Linked DNA regions of Pan troglodytes: region 1 is linked to region 2. A link is a contact called in public Hi-C data. All regions are on one chromosome and are shown on one strand. The core of a region is the stretch at or near the end of the contact, and the rest is flanking DNA. Distances in the headings are between cores, read along the strand shown.

Region 1 (2,700 bases), core at 124-2,623, 250 kb after region 2:
CTGATTGGGTTCTGAACACCAAGGCCCTTTTTACTCTCACAATCATTTAAAAACAGTAGTAGTAAGTGGGGTGTTTTCGCACTAATTTACAGGTTCCTCATTTGTTGCTATGATGACCCCCTGAGGCTGGAATTGTTATCCTCTTACAGATGGGGCAATTGAAGCTCAGAGAGAAGTGGCTTGACCAAGGCCCCACAGCAGGTGAGCAGCAGAGTCTAGGGTTTTATCTTTCTATCACACCTGTCACCGTGGTGCCCGGGGATGAGCAGTCACTTCAGATAAACGTCGAGGTTTCTGTTACCAGCCGTCCTCCGGGCCCAGTGTGATTAGCCTACTTTGCTCAGCTTCCTGTAGGTGTGTTGTGATACTCTGTAGATACTTTATTTCCTCTTCTCCCCTAGTTCGTCCAGAAATACAAACTGTTGAATTTCTTTATCATCATTTTAGAAGTGATAAATATTCCCAAAAGGAATGTTATTTCTGCCATGGAGTTGGCAGTCTTTATTCATGCAGAATGCATTCTGGAGTGTTTCGTTTTAGTGGAAAGAAGACATTCTTAGAAAATGAAGACAAAGAAGAGAGGAAGTGAGCCCGCGGGGGGCATGTTCCGATGGGATTGGGAGTCAGGCATCTTTAGGTATCTCTGCTCCCTTCTCCTCGGGAGAAAGCAAGGACCACTGCCTTCTAAGTCAAGCAGACCTTGGTTCAAATCCCAGCTCTGGCGAAAATTCTTGAGGAAGATATTTAACCTCTCTGAGCCTCAGTTTCCTCATCTAGAAAATGGGGAGAATAATATCACTTTCTTCATTGGGTCATTGGGGGGAATTTAATGAAGTAATGCAATGTTTTTCCAAGTGTGATATACATCCTATAGGTGATAGATGATTTTCTGGTGATATAGATATTCTAATGTAATAATTATAACATACACACACCAGCACACCAAAATCATCATTTCACAGGTCTGATTGCTTAGGGCATGGCTAGGTAAAAAGCATATATAACCCACATTAAAGACTATTTTAATACAATGTTAAATGTGTGATAGAGATGGCATCAGTGGACTAGAGAGGGGGAACGACCATCACCAGGAATCCCTGTAGGAATGTGTATGAAAGTGGGCCCTGCCCACTTTGGTTGAAGTCTTCCACCCTGGTTGACTTTGGACAAAGAAAACCAGGCAGATCCAGGTTGGATGGGAAGGCTGGCTCTCCCTGGGACCTGAAGCCAGGGGCCCTGTGAAGAGTCCCTGTTAATTTCATCTTGCGCTGCTGCCCTCTGGTGGTCATGCGCTGTTCCCAGTGTCTTGAGAGCAAGTCAAAGCCGAGCCAGTGCGATTTAGAGCGTGAGCGCGACCCTGTCTGGCCCTTCTCCCACTTCTTTGTTTCCCTGCTTTCAGGGACTTTCAATCAATCCCACCACCTTGGCCTATCCTCCCCCAAGTGTCACTTCCTCCTGCAGCCTAGTCGCAACTCCCCTTCCCCCAAACTCCTTACTAATCAGCAGAGGATGCTCTGGTTCTCAGGTGTGAACAATCAATGAGCTTAGCTTACTGAGGGGACATTTGTTTTAAAAGAGAAACCAGTTTAACAAAACAAAAACTCAAGTCAGCAGGAAGTGAAGTGGCTATATTTTTGAAATGAGGGTCTTTCCTTGTCTCCCAAGCTTCCTCTACAGAATGGAACCTGCTCTTTAAGCAGGCAGCCACATCCCGGGAATGAAATCCTTCAAAGGGAATGAATTGCCTTTCTTCCCAGCCAATTCTACAAGAAACTTTCAAATAGTTTCACTTTCTGTGTTCGAACATAATACTTATAACTGAAAACCCCAAATATAAGTGGTTTTTGTTAAATCACTGGATATAATAAAGGCTGGGTGCGATGGCTCATGCCTGCAATCCCAGCACATTGGGAGGCCAAGGTGGGTGGATCACTTGAGGCCAGGAGTTCGAGACCAGCCTAGTCAACATGGTGAAAGCCCATCTCTACCAAAAATACAAAAATTAGCCAGGCCTGGTGGCAGGTACCCATAGTCCCAGCTACTCGGGAGGCTGAGGCAAGCGAATTGCTTAGGTGGAGGTTGTAGTGAGCTGAGATCGTGCCACTGCACTCCAGCCTGGGTGACAGAGCGATACTGCATCTCAAAAAAAAAAAATAATAAATAATAATAATTTATTTACCTCTCATGTAAACAGAGACAACCCAAGACTGTTATGGCGGCTCCCTGATCACCAGGTTTCTTCCATCTTGTTCCATTCTCTTCAACACATGGCTTCTACCTCATGGCCCAAAATGGCTGCTCCAGCTCCAAGCTTGGTTCAGCGTTTCAGTCACTGGTCAGGAGGAAAGGAACAGAGAAGGGTACATTCTAGTTCTTTAAAGTGCTCACTGGCCAGGTGTGGTGTCACATGCCTGTAATCTCAGCACTTTCGGAGGCCAAAGTGGGAGGATCACCAGAGGTCAGGAGTTCGAGACCAGCCTGGACAACACAGTGAAACCCCATCTGTACTAAAAATACAAAAATTAGCCAGGCATGGTAACACATACCTGCAGTCCCAGCTACTCAGGAGGCTGAGGCAGGAGAATCACTTGAACCTGGAAGACGGAGGTTGCAGTGAGCTGAGATGGCACCACTGCACTCCAGTCCCCAGCAACAAAGCGAGACTCTGTCTCAAAAAGAAAAAAAAAGAAAAAAGAAAAG
Region 2 (2,961 bases), core at 251-2,750:
TTGTTTTTGAAATTTAATAAATGCATTAAGGGGTTTTTGTATAGTGATTTTTTTTTAAGGATCAACATGAAGTCTGTGATTTAACACTGGGACTCGAGACCTCTAAATACAAAATTCATACAAAAGGAAAAATTCCCCTATTTTTCTATATGGATGGTTTCATCAGAAAATTTATCTTCTTGAGTTCTCTCCTTATATATTACTAGTTTCTTGAAAAAGCACTACAACGTTCTCATTGTGAATAAGTGTTCCAGTTAGACCTAAACGACAAAAACCACTTGCCCCAAATTTACACTCTGTTTAAATTTACACTCTGTTTACAACTGCCATAACAACCAACAATGTATCTTCGATGCAAAGGGACACTTTGTCATGAGGTTATTTCGCTTCTCTATTCTGGGAAAAACCACTGCACGTGGAATGAAAAGTAATTGCAAAGGGAGGGGACGGAGGAAGTAAAAAACAGGCAAAACCACCACCACTACCATCACCACCACCACCACCAACCAGAAAGCAAAGGTGAAAAATTTGCGTACCCTGAAAACACTAAACATTTCACATCAGAACCCAGAACAAATAAACCAGGGAAAGCAGAGTTGAGAGAAAAAAAATGGTGCAGGCTTGGGGACGGACTCATACTACAGCGGTTCCAAGAGGGAAGAGTACGTCTTTGCTTTTTCTTGGCACCCGAAAACTCAAGCTCGAACTGGGGGCAAAGGCCAGCGGCTGCGGTTCCACCGGCTAAGGCGCACACATTCCCCGAGCTCAGACCGCACGCTGGCAGGGCCGATGGGGCTGGGCGGCCTCCCTCCACCCCGTGGCAGTCGCCTACCCCTTTGTCTCCCCGTGGGGCTCCGAGGCCGCGCGCCTGGAAGCCCCCCGCGGGAGGGCCGCGCGCGAGAAGGCGGGTTCCCGTGCCCGCCGCAGCGGCCACGGCCCTAGTCAGGCAATGCCGAGGCCGGTCGCTCGCCTCGCCGTCCCTCCCAACTTGCAGCCTGGACCCCGCGCGCGTCAGGGCTCGTCCCAGCTCTGCTTTCCTCTCTCCCCTCACCCCGCGAGGCCGACCTTGTGTTTGTTTTGTTTTTTGGGGCTCGGGAGAGTGCCGAGGGCTAGAAACAGCTGTGGTTTACCGCGCCGCTTATTTTGGCAAAAATTCCGGGCCTGTTGCAATGTTCCCCAGCGCCAAACAGCTCCCGCCTTCCCCCCCGGCAGAACCCGACACTCGAAGAAGGGCTTGCTCCTCCAGGGACCCCCTGATAAGAAAAGTGGGGACCACGGCCCGCTCTCGGGCGAGCCTTGGGGGGTGGGCGACCGGAAGCAGCCGAACCGGCCGGGCAGGGCTTGCTCTCCAAAGGGAGAGCGGGAGCGGGAGAGGTGGGAGCGCCCGCGGGCTCAAGTCCCCCGGGCCGCCGCGCCGAGGCGGAGCTCAGGGACGAAGCAGAGGTCGTGGCGGACAGCCGGCGGGCTTGGGGGGGGCGCGGTGGGCGGCGATCCACCTGGGCGACGTGGCAGCCATTGCCGGCGCCTCGAGACCCCTCCCCACCCGGCCGCCCACCCGCCCTCTCGCGGCGGGCTTCTGCGCGGCTGCTCTTCCCCGGCCGGACGGAGAGCGGCAGTGTCTCCCCGCCGGGCGCGCTCGCCGTGTCTCCCCCGCGGCCGCAGCTGCTTGCTAGCCCTGCGCGGCGCGGGAGAGCGCAGTGGCGCCGGCGGGAAAGGGCTGCGGACCTGCGGCGCCGCGTTGTGCGTTCGACGACGCGGCACCGGCTTCGACGCCCTCTGCCCGCTCCAGAAGCAGGTAAAGGCGGCGGGTGGGAGGCAGGGAGGCGGGTCCAAGGTGAGGGCCCTGGAGGTTAGGGGTCCCGGGGCTCCGAGCCGAAGCGGAGGGCCTGAAGCAGCGGCGGGCGGCGCGGCGAGTGAACCCCCAAGCCCTGAATGTGGGGCCCGGCGCGGGCCGCCTCCGAACTGACCCGCGGGCCCGGCTGCCCGGACGGAAGGGAAGTGAGGCGTCGGCGAGAGGCGGGCCCTGGCGCTCAGCCCGAGGCCGGGCGAAGGCGGGGGCCGCGGCCGCTTCCTTGGCCTCCGAGTGCCTGGCGGGCCTCCAGGCCCCAGACACACCCCTCTCGACCCCCCGAGGTTTCCTCCCAGATCTGTTCCCGCCAGGACCTGACCTTGCGCCCCTCCAGGCGCCTTAGGTGTTTGCCAGGCGGAGCCTTCTGGGAACTTCAGGCCACCTTCCTGAGCACATAGTCCTAGCAGAGCCGTTTATTTACTCAGTTCAAGTCCAGACACACAGCCACTCACACGTTCGGATTTTGGAGACTGCGGGGAGACTTTCCCCTCCCCGGCATTTGTGTGTCTTTGGCCCTCGTCCCGCCTCCCCTGCCCCCATCTGCAACTTTGTCCCTCAATGGGACCCTTCTAGAGCCCCTCTCTCATCGGGACTCTCTCTAAGCCGTCCGTTTGGAAATTCATCCTCAATAGAGTGAGTCATCTTAGCGGGGGCACAGTTTATCTCTCATGCGCTTTTGGTTAAAATAGTTTTTTTTTTTTCCCTCCGAAAGAGAGCTAGAGTAATAGAATGTAGATGACAGGTCAGTGTCAGTGTTGGCTTCAAAGGCTCTTCCTTTCGGCGGCAGTCTTTGTAACTAGGATCTGATATTTGTGGCACGGACAGGTTTGTACACATTCTCGCCATGCAGTGGTTGTAATGTCTCCATGGCACAGTTCTGGCTTGAAGGCAGGATTGGCTGCTTTTTCTACTCGACATCTTTGAGCCAATCAGCAAGGGCTGCTTGCCTGGAGACTGGTTAACTCAGTAAAGGTGGCCATTGGTTGAGCTCCTAGAAGAAAATCCTGGAGATGAACCTAGCCTCTCAGAAAACAATGACTGATTTGCAGCTGTATTAAAAAAATGTTTTCTTTTAATCCCAACATCAGCCTTTTCACTCCGTTTTTATTACT

Evidence for each region. A called contact is a pair of places that touch in the nucleus more often than the background predicts.
Region 1: a Hi-C map of stem cell-derived neural progenitor cells shows a contact between it and region 2, with 8 times the contacts expected there. The contact joins the enhancer-like site here to the promoter of N4BP2 in region 2. A contact is called at or near these places in 2 of 7 Hi-C or Micro-C datasets (blood and stem cell-derived neural progenitor cells), 1 of 1 datasets of contacts at active chromatin or transcription factors (stem cell-derived excitatory neurons) and 1 of 1 other capture datasets (stem cell-derived neural stem cells).

The regions. Positions count from the first base shown.
Region 1 is chr3:40,635,303-40,638,002 of NHGRI_mPanTro3-v2.0_pri, forward strand. No RefSeq gene overlaps it. Among named protein-coding and RNA genes, the nearest start is that of CHRNA9, 22 kb to the right of the region's middle. Within about 2 kb of position 1,374, at least 6 of the 24 cell types and tissues checked have an H3K27ac peak or open chromatin away from gene starts, as enhancers often do. A contact at or near this core is called in stem cell-derived neural progenitor cells and stem cell-derived neural stem cells, where this site is marked.
Region 2 is chr3:40,382,406-40,385,366 of NHGRI_mPanTro3-v2.0_pri, forward strand. N4BP2 (NEDD4 binding protein 2) reads left to right here and starts at 1,501. Exons shown (of 16, transcript XM_009447528.5): 1 at 1,501-1,795.